2 separate regions of the Gasterosteus aculeatus genome follow, and region 1 is linked to region 2. The links are chromatin contacts, called in public Hi-C maps. All regions are on one chromosome and are shown on one strand. The core of a region is the stretch at or near the end of the contact, and the rest is flanking DNA. Distances in the headings are between cores, read along the strand shown.

The links. A called contact is a pair of places that touch in the nucleus more often than the background predicts.
Region 1: a Hi-C map of skeletal muscle shows a contact between it and region 2, with 11 times the contacts expected there. The contact joins the promoter of LOC120816632 here to the enhancer-like site in region 2. A contact is called at or near these places in 5 of 6 Hi-C or Micro-C datasets (liver, skeletal muscle, tail fin and 1 more).

What each region holds. Positions count from the first base shown.
Region 1 is chr3:16,523,651-16,528,147 of fGasAcu3.hap1.1, reverse strand. It overlaps LOC120816632 (acyl-coenzyme A thioesterase 1), which reads left to right and starts at 1,547. Exons shown (of 3, transcript XM_078099735.1): 1 at 1,547-2,095; 2 at 2,269-2,516; 3 at 2,611-3,351. The coding sequence starts at 1,630. The coding sequence ends at 3,219.
Region 2 is chr3:16,477,595-16,482,060 of fGasAcu3.hap1.1, reverse strand. LOC120815791 (zinc finger E-box-binding homeobox 1) reads left to right here. Exons shown (of 8, transcript XM_078099731.1): 5 at 1-40; 6 at 422-2,157; 7 at 2,260-2,446; 8 at 2,939-4,466. The coding sequence ends at 3,981. Among protein-coding and RNA genes, the nearest start is that of LOC144405548, 19 kb to the left of the region's middle. Within about 2 kb of position 1,815, at least 1 of the 9 cell types and tissues checked has open chromatin away from gene starts, as enhancers often do.

The DNA.
Region 1 (4,497 bases), core at 298-2,797, 46 kb before region 2:
TCAGATCACACTGGAACTGTGGCTGTAAATAAATTAACAAGGATTAGTCAAAATATGGCTGTGAGTAATGGGGACAACTGATAAGTTGTCACCCACTTTCACATTGAGTTTAAACAATGAAAGGAATTTTAAGATGCTGCCTTGGGCTCTGTAAATATTCAACATTCTTCACATAATTTATGTTTTAAACCATTGAAATACCTGTTTGACGATATAGAAAAAAGACCTTATATGAGTTATTTATAAGTCATTGTTATAAGTAGGTTTACTCCTGAAACATGATTCTCTTCTTTATTGTCTATTCAACAAACCAGATGAACTCACCCTCTCCAGTCTGTTTGGCTCAAAAGCACACCCACACACACACACACACACACACACACACTTAAGAACGCTCCGTCCCATCGATAAACATAAAATGATTGACAGGATCAGAGAGGTGACTTTAAAACCCACATCCAACAGTCTGATTCTAGGTGAGCGCCGTGCTGCAGGTAAGACACATTCCTATTTTATTTCATCTCATGACTTTCTGACAGGAAATAAAAAGACGAAACAAGACAAGTAATCATTTAAACATGAACTCTAATATCAATAGTGTGAGTTTGAGTCAGTTTTTTTTTATGGACAAGCTAATGTCATTACAGACATTTATTACACACGTCTGTGAGCGAGTCCTCTCCAGTCGTAGGGAACTCAAACAAGTATTTGAGTGAAGCAGATACAGAGAGTCATTTCATGTCTGAAAGCATTGACCGTCATCAGGGACAATCACCTGTCTTACAGGTTGCAGATGTTCACATCTGGGCATACCTGTATGCTTACTTTAACATCTTCTCCGCCAATTGCATCAAATCCAAAATACCAGATAAATTATCTTCTGTCTGTAAAAAATACCAACATATTCATGTAATTACTCGGTTTACTTTCAGGCTAATTTTGAGAAACGAAAATTCACTGTTAATTAAATAATAGTCTTTAAACATCCTTTGGTTCTTTGATCTGTGGAGTTCTGAACCTCTGATGGATCACTACTGTTACCGTCGCCCCTTCTGAGACGAGAAGTCAAAAAGAGTCAACTAACTAAAGTTTAAAAATGATAAAGTATTAACTAGCAGAAGCAATACAATTACAAAGTTAAGAACAGTATGAATAGTATAATATTTTGTGAAAAAGTCCCATGGTCCAGGTGTAAAGCTAAACTTATCAAGCCGGTTCCAAAATAATTCTACCAGCCCTTCCCCTGTGTTTGTCCTTCAAAAACTGCTCCAAGGTATTTATGACTCTCTGCTGGCTCCATCTGGTGGTCAAATCTGAAATCCCTGACTGACCTGCTTAAAACCCTGACCGATTTGAGCATAATAGAAGATTACTTAAGAGCCAACCATGCGTTCAATCTATTGACTATCAGCGTAGGAACAGTACTTCACCTCTAAATATGAGTCCAAGAGCAACAGTTAGCTGGTAACATATTATTTAATTTGCTGAATTGGCGAGGAGAAAGTTTTACGGAAAAACATTCATGACGTGTTCATCTGCTTCGTCAAAGTGTTTCAAATTCAAGTGAATTTCCTCTTTTACAATTACAGTGAAGATTTGTAGAGAACAAACCACCGCATTTTCAGAAAGATGTCCTCCCAAGTCCGCCTGAGTCTGCTGCCGAGAGCCAGATGCATGTTCGACGAGCCCGTCCAGGTGAAGGTGGCCGGTCTCAGGTCGGGACAGATGGTCACCCTGAGAGCCAGATCCACTGACGAGAAGGGAGTGGTGTTCAGCTCCTCGGCCACCTTCAGGGCTGATGGGAGCGGGCAGATCGACCTGGAGAGGGACCCCTCCCTCGGTGGGACCTACACCGGCGTTGAACCCATGGGTCTGCTTTGGTCCATGAGGCCGGACGCTTTGCACAAGAGGTTCCAAAGAACAAAGTCTCTAAACGCCCACGTGGTGAAGATCTCAGTGCACGAGGAGGAGGAGGGAGACGAGGAGGGCAGGATGCTGGCAGAAGCGACCAATGAGAGGCTGCTGATTGGAGACGGAGTCATCCGGCGCACGGTCAGAGAGGGGAATATTCGTGGGGTCCTCTTCACTCCGCCAGGTCGGTGGCCTTTAAGCCTCTAAGTTGCATAAAAAATCTTCACCCAAGAGATCAAAGATACAATGAATTGACCTTTTTTACAATTGAAAGTGACGAAAACAGAACACACATGATAGCTAGCATGTAGCATGTATATCACTCTCAATCCTCCCTCAATGTTTTTTCCGATCCAGGAGTGGGTCCATTCCCTGCAGTGCTGGATTTATACATTTTAGGGGGAGGTTTCTCTGAGAAGAGGGGCGCTCTGCTCGCCACTCGAGGATTTGTGGTCCTGACCGTAGTGGCGTACGGTTACGATGACTTGCCCAAGAAGATGAAAGAGATCCATCTGGATTATTTCGAAGAAGCAATACAGTTTTTGAGAAAACAAGATAAGGGGAGTTCTCTAAATCTTTTGAGATTTTTGGTGACACATTTCAGAGTGTGGTTGTCTAACCACCCTTAGAGGACTTAGAGAATACTTCATGCCTATCTGCAGGAAAACTAATGCGTAATTCATTTTGTTCCCCCTGCAGGTTGGCGGTAAAGGAGTTGGTGTGATTTCAATTTCGAAAACCGGAGATCTGGCACTGTCGATGGCCTCTTACCTGCAAGGTGTCGAGGCCGTAGTGTGGATCAACGGCTGCTCCGCCAACACGCTTCTTCCCCTCTACTATAAGAAGAGCCAGATCCTCCCCCCGTTAATGGTTGACCTCAGCAAGCTGATTCCCACTGAGTCCGAGGCCTTCAATACCAAGAAGGTTCTGAACGACCCTCGTGCAGAGGAGAACAAGGCCACGCTGATCCCTGTGGAGCGGGCGGAGGGACGTCTCCTCTTCGTGGCCTCAGAGGACGACCTCAACTGGGACAGCAAGGCTTACGTGGACATGATGGTGGAGCGACTCAAGCGTCACGGGAAGGACAACTTTGAGAGCGTGTGTTACCCCGGAGCGGGACACTATCTAGAGCCGCCTTACGGACCATACTGCCCCTCCAGTTTGCATTGGGTGATAGGCAAGGTGGTGCTGTTGGGGGGCGAGGCCGGGTCCCACGCTGCAGCTGAGGTCCACCTGTGGGAGGAGATCCAGGAGTTCTTCAGGACTCACCTGAGCTGCAATCTTGTGCAGATTAAAGCCAAAATGTAGAGATAAATACGGATACACAATCTTCAACGAATGAAGTTGATACATTAAATCATTTCTTTGTAGAATCTAGAACAGATGCAAGAGTGATTTTTACTTGCCTTCATATGAATAAACATTTTAACTTCATACAACCTTAAACAAGTCTCATCTTTATGCCTCTTCTGTTCCTTCCAGACATTCAAAGAACGACGTGTGGAGCTTTTATAGATTCATAAATGTTTCAACCTTCCCGTCAGTCTCGTCATACCGCTGCAAAGCAGCCTTGGAAAGAAACACAGAATGGAAGAGACCTGAAAAGGGAAATGAGAGGCAGGGTACCAAATGTGACTTATAGGCAACAATCTCGTGCTCATCTTTCTCCTCCGCTCGGAGGCGACAGATGAGGCATCATTGTTCCACGCGGCCTCTTCTCAGTGCAAACCCGTCAACATAGCGGCGCCAGCCTCGATCCGTCTCCATTTACTGGGTTGCATTGTTTGAAAAGCTCTTTCACTGCCTTTCGTTGACTCCGCGTGTTTGTGCTTTGCTCCCTTTCTGTCGTCTCCGTTCCACGGGGTTCTCGTCAGCCTTCGGGCTTCTGAAAGGGAGGGAAATGTACCTGCGCTTGCAAACGGAAGCTTGAGGGCTGTATTTGCTCCACAGGTGGAAATGGATGCGGTGGCCTCCCTGTCATGTGACGGGAGGTTATTATTTCCATGTTATCATCCATCTTGCAACTGTGTATCATGAACATTCAAAGATGACAAACTATGATGAAGAACCATCTCCGAGCATAGGCCTGAAACACAACAGCCTCCACGCTGAATGCAGATTACGATCACAATCTTGATTCTTGGGCAAACTTTTGTGATTTGTTGACTGAATTTAAAGATAAGAAGATACAATTCAAACTGAAAGCCGTCGTAGCAGCTCCTCTTTGTGTGGATGCGTACTCATACTTCATGTGCTACTGCGTGTGCATCCAGGAAGGTCTACCCACCCTTTTATCTACCTGTCTTAGCTGCTCTCTTCCCTGGATGTTTGTCTTGTGCACAATGTGTGTATTCAACCATGTCGTTCTTCCCTTGTGCAATAAACTGGATTTCTAAATTCCGCTGAGGTGAAACCGCGGTCGTTGAGCTCACTTCCCTCCTCCTGCTCGCTGGGTTTAAAGCCGTGGCTTCGGCCACAGACGGAGCAGTGAGGGAGTTTGTAAAAAACGCATACACATCAGCACTGACCGTCCAAACAGAGACTCCGACCACGCTGCTCCCCCTCTCTCATCTGTGATCACGTGCA
Region 2 (4,466 bases), core at 566-3,065:
TACAAGCACCACCTGAAGGAGCACCTGCGCATTCACAGCGGTGAGCTGTCGCCGTGACAACGGCCATTCTCACTCGCACCAGCACTGTTTGAACCAGCGTTTATTTATTAACACTACATGTCTGTAATCAGGGTGGATATAAGTTCATCAAAGCTCTTTTATCCGGATTTAATCATTGGATGGTGTGTTTCCTTTTATTCAGGTCAAATCATCTGCATGAACATATCAAAATGATAATAAAACGTGGCAAATTCCGTCTAAAATTGTCCAAATGTGATTTAAAATCAGAAACCTTTTAGTAACAGATATTATTATATATATATTTAGTTATTTCAAATTTGAATAATACAAATAGTAGATAAATAAGCTAAGTTCATATATTGTTTTAACAGTTTCTGTAATTTCCCTGTGTGCTCCCCAGGTGAGAAACCGTACGAATGCTCCCACTGCAAGAAGCGCTTCTCCCACTCGGGCTCCTACAGCTCCCACATCAGCAGCACCAAGTGTTTGGGCGCCGCCGCCCCCGACGACGTCGTCCCTCGAGCGGCCATCAAACCCCCGCCGCCCACCGCCCAGGCAGCACCGGCTACAACCGCGGCGCCCCGCGTGCTTCTTAAAGAGAAGGCCGAAAGCAAGCCCCTCCAGGAGCAGCTCCCCGTCACCCAGATCAAGTCCGAACCGGTGGAATACGAGTGCAAGCCCGCGATCGCCGCGTCGGCGACTCCCGCCGGCGGGGCCAACGGGGGCGGGGCGGCACAGCCGGCCGCGGCTCCGGCCACGACCCCCGCGCAGGGTGTGGCCATGGTGGTCCCGACGGTCGGCCTCATGTCGCCCATCAGCATCAACCTGAGCGACCTGCAGAACGTGCTGAAGGTGGCGATGGACGGGAACGTGCTGCGGCAGGTGCTGGGCTCGGCCAACGGCGTGGTGACGCAGGGGAAGCAGGGGATCGTGGTGCAGCAGCCGCAGCAGCAGATCATCAGCCTGCCGGCCTTTGTGGACCACGACGGCACCACGAAGATCATCATCAACTACAGCATCGGCCCCGCGGCCGCCACCGCCGCCACCACCCTGACCGCCGCGCTCGTCGCCAAGACCAACCCCGCCCCCGTGCCCGCCGCCCCCACGCCCACCAAGACGGTCAAGCCCTCCGCCCCGGAGGCGGCCGACCTCTCGGCCGTGAAGGCGGAGCCAGAGTCGGTGGCCATCGGCGACGCGGAGACGGGAAGGACCCAAAAGGCCCGGCTGCCTAAAGCCAACAGCTCCAGTACCTGCGTGCTGTGCGACGACTGTCCCGACAACCTGGAGGCGCTGCACCTCCTGCAGCACCGCAAGGCCGCCAACGGGGAGGCCGTCGACTCGGCCGCTCTGGACCCGTCCTTCGCCGCGCTGCTCAGCGAGGCGGGGGTGACACTGGAGGAGCCGCCCGTGGACGACCTGCTCACGCTCCTCAAGTCCTACTTCGCCTCCAACGCCAACCCCGGCGAGGCGGAGCTGGCAAAGATCTCGGAGTCGGCCAGCATCCACGTGGACGTGGTCAGGAAGTGGTTCGCGAAGATGAACTCCGGGAGCAAGGCGGGGAAACGCCGCGAAAAAGACACGGCGGTTTCAGAGACGGCGGAGGCCACGAAATGCAGCTCGCAGGACGCCGCGGATCGGAACGGGCCGGCAGAGGAAAACGGCTCCCACAAAGACAAAGCCTCCTCGGATTCGGGCGGCCGTTCCACGGCGGACTCCTCGCCACGGAGCCTCAGCGCCGGGGACCTCGTCATCATCAAGAGCGAACCGGAAGACCCCGAGTCTGCGGACTCTCAGGCCGAGCCCCTCGACCTCTCCCTCCCGAAGCACACCGCGGCGGCGGAGACGGCCGCGCCGCCCCCCAAGCAGCAGGAGCAGCCGCTCAACCTGACCTGCCTGAGGAAGGAGCAGCTGGGGGGTCGAACCATCTACGTCACCACGCCCCAGACCGGGAGGTCCGTCAGAATCATCACCGCCGCGCAGCTGCCCACGTTAGTGGCCATCGCCGGTCAGGGCACCTTGAGCTGTCTCAACACCACGGCGAAACGCACCATCCTCATCCCCCAGCTCACCTACAGCTACGCCAGCACGGCCGGCGGCGCCACCGGAGCAAAGACCGTCGTGCTGAACGGCCACAAGGTAAGCCCATGTCTGCTCCGCTGCACCGCGGCGGCCGCCGCGGCATTTCAACATTCACGGTTCAAACGGGGAATCCCTGACGTCGCCTTCTTCTTCTTCCAGTTGCAGCAGGAGAAGAAGTCGGACAGCAGCTCTAACGGCGGCTCACCGACGGAGGACCAGAACGACTCGGACTCGGCGTCGCTGACGAAGAAGCGGCGGCTAGAAAACGGCGTCTACCCGTGTGACCTTTGCTTCAAAGTCTTCCAGAAGGGCAGCTCTCTGCTGCGGCACAAATACGAACACACAGGTAGGCCTCACACCTGAGAGGTGGTCTCCCACGTGAGAAGACGTTCGGGCTCTGACCAGGCAGCTATTTGAGACTATTGTTTATTATCATTAATGTGTTATAATTATTACAATGGTAACTTTTACGGGACAGCTGGCCTGTAAATGCACCAGCTCAGAGGTCGACATCAGTTTTCATTGAGACGAGACTCTTGAGGTGCATAAACAGGCAGCGTCCGTCATACGGATGCATTATTACTTTTTAAAGATCGACCGGTGCTTTAAATTTGAGATTTAATCAAAAGTTAATTACGCACCGATTTTAGATTATATGCAAAATGATTCCAAAAAAGCTTGAAAATATAATATCAAAGCAGGTGGCGAGAATGTTTGACGACCCACAAAGACCAACAATATTTAATGTATGACCCCTTTGTGGGGTCCCTAGGTTGAAACACACACATCACTGTAATTTGTTATCTAATTATGCATCGTCTGATTCTCTCGCCTGCAGGAAAACGGCCCCACGAGTGCAACGTCTGCATGAAGGCCTTCAAACACAAACACCACCTGATCGAGCACTCCAGGCTGCACTCCGGGGAGAAACCCTACCAGTGCGACAAGTGCGGGAAGCGCTTCTCCCACTCGGGCTCCTACTCCCAGCACATGAACCACCGCTACTCGTACTGCAAGAAGGACGGGCCGAGCTCTGGCTCCGGCTCGGCGCCCCGCGAGGCCCAGTCCGAGCTCGGCAGCCCCGGTGCCGGACTACAGTCGGACAGTCGGACCACGACGCCGCCCTCCCAACTGGACTCTGACGAGAGGGAGAGCGAGGAAGAGGAGGAGGACGAGGACGACGAGGCCATGTGCATGGACGACATCCGGGTGGTGCAGGTGGACGACGGCGACTGCGAGATCTACGAGGGCAACTTCGAGGATGAGGAGGAGGAGGAGGAGGAGGAGGAGGGGGAGGAGGGGGAGGAGATCGCGGAGGAAGACGCAACAGGGGAAGATCACGCAGAGGTGGAGGAAGTTGTGGAGGAAGACGAGACTGGTGAGGACGAGGCAGAGGAATTTGCGGAGGAAGATGCGGCAGGAGAGGAAGAGGAGAATGTGGAGGAAGGCGCGACACGAGAGGAAGAGGGGGAGGATGTCGTGGAGGAAGACGCGGCAGGAGAGGAAGAGGAGATCATGGAGGAAGACGCGGCCGGAGAGGAAGAGGAGATCATGGAGGAAGACGCGGCCGGAGGGGAAGAGGAGATGATGGAGGAAGACGCGGCAGGAGGGGAAGAGGCGAATGAGGTCATGGAGGAAGACGCCAAAGGTGAAGAGGAGGCCGAGGCAGAGGAGGTGGTGTCCGAGGGGGTCGCGTGTGACGTCCCGCGGGTGGAGGTCGGGGACGATCGCAAGCAAGAGATGGAAGCGACAACTGGAGAGAAGAAGGAAGCGGCGGGCGCGGAGGAAACGCCAGACTGTGAAGCAAACACGGACAAAAGCGGCGCGGAGGAGTCAGCGGGCGCCGAAGCCACAGAGGAAGTGGCGACAGGCGGCGAATGAAGGATTGGGAAATCTCCCGGTTGATGAACCGGAGTGAATAAAGACAAAGCCGCAGACGGGTCGAGGAGTCCCGGTGGTTGCCTGATCTTTACGGTCCACTACTGTGTACAAACACCCAGGTGTGCCTGAACTCGACAAAGAGAAAAACAGAATAGTGACGTTTTTTCCTTTTTTTTTCTTGTGGAGATAAAATATCAGTGTTAAAAATTGTTTATAGAAGTACAGATTTTAAAGCAGGACCCCCCCCCGTCGACCTGCTGAGCCGTCAGCGGCTCCTTTTCCTCTTTTCAGTTTTGTCAGTGTTACTAATCTTGTTTTATTGTTAGAAAAACGTTTTAATGTGTAAAGATGAGAAGAATTTCTATACCTTTTTATCGCCAATGAAGTTTCCTATATCAGTATTTTATTGAGTTCTACGAACAACAACCTCTGCACTACAGTATTCCTGGTTTACCGGCGGATACGCGCCTCACGCATCCTACGCC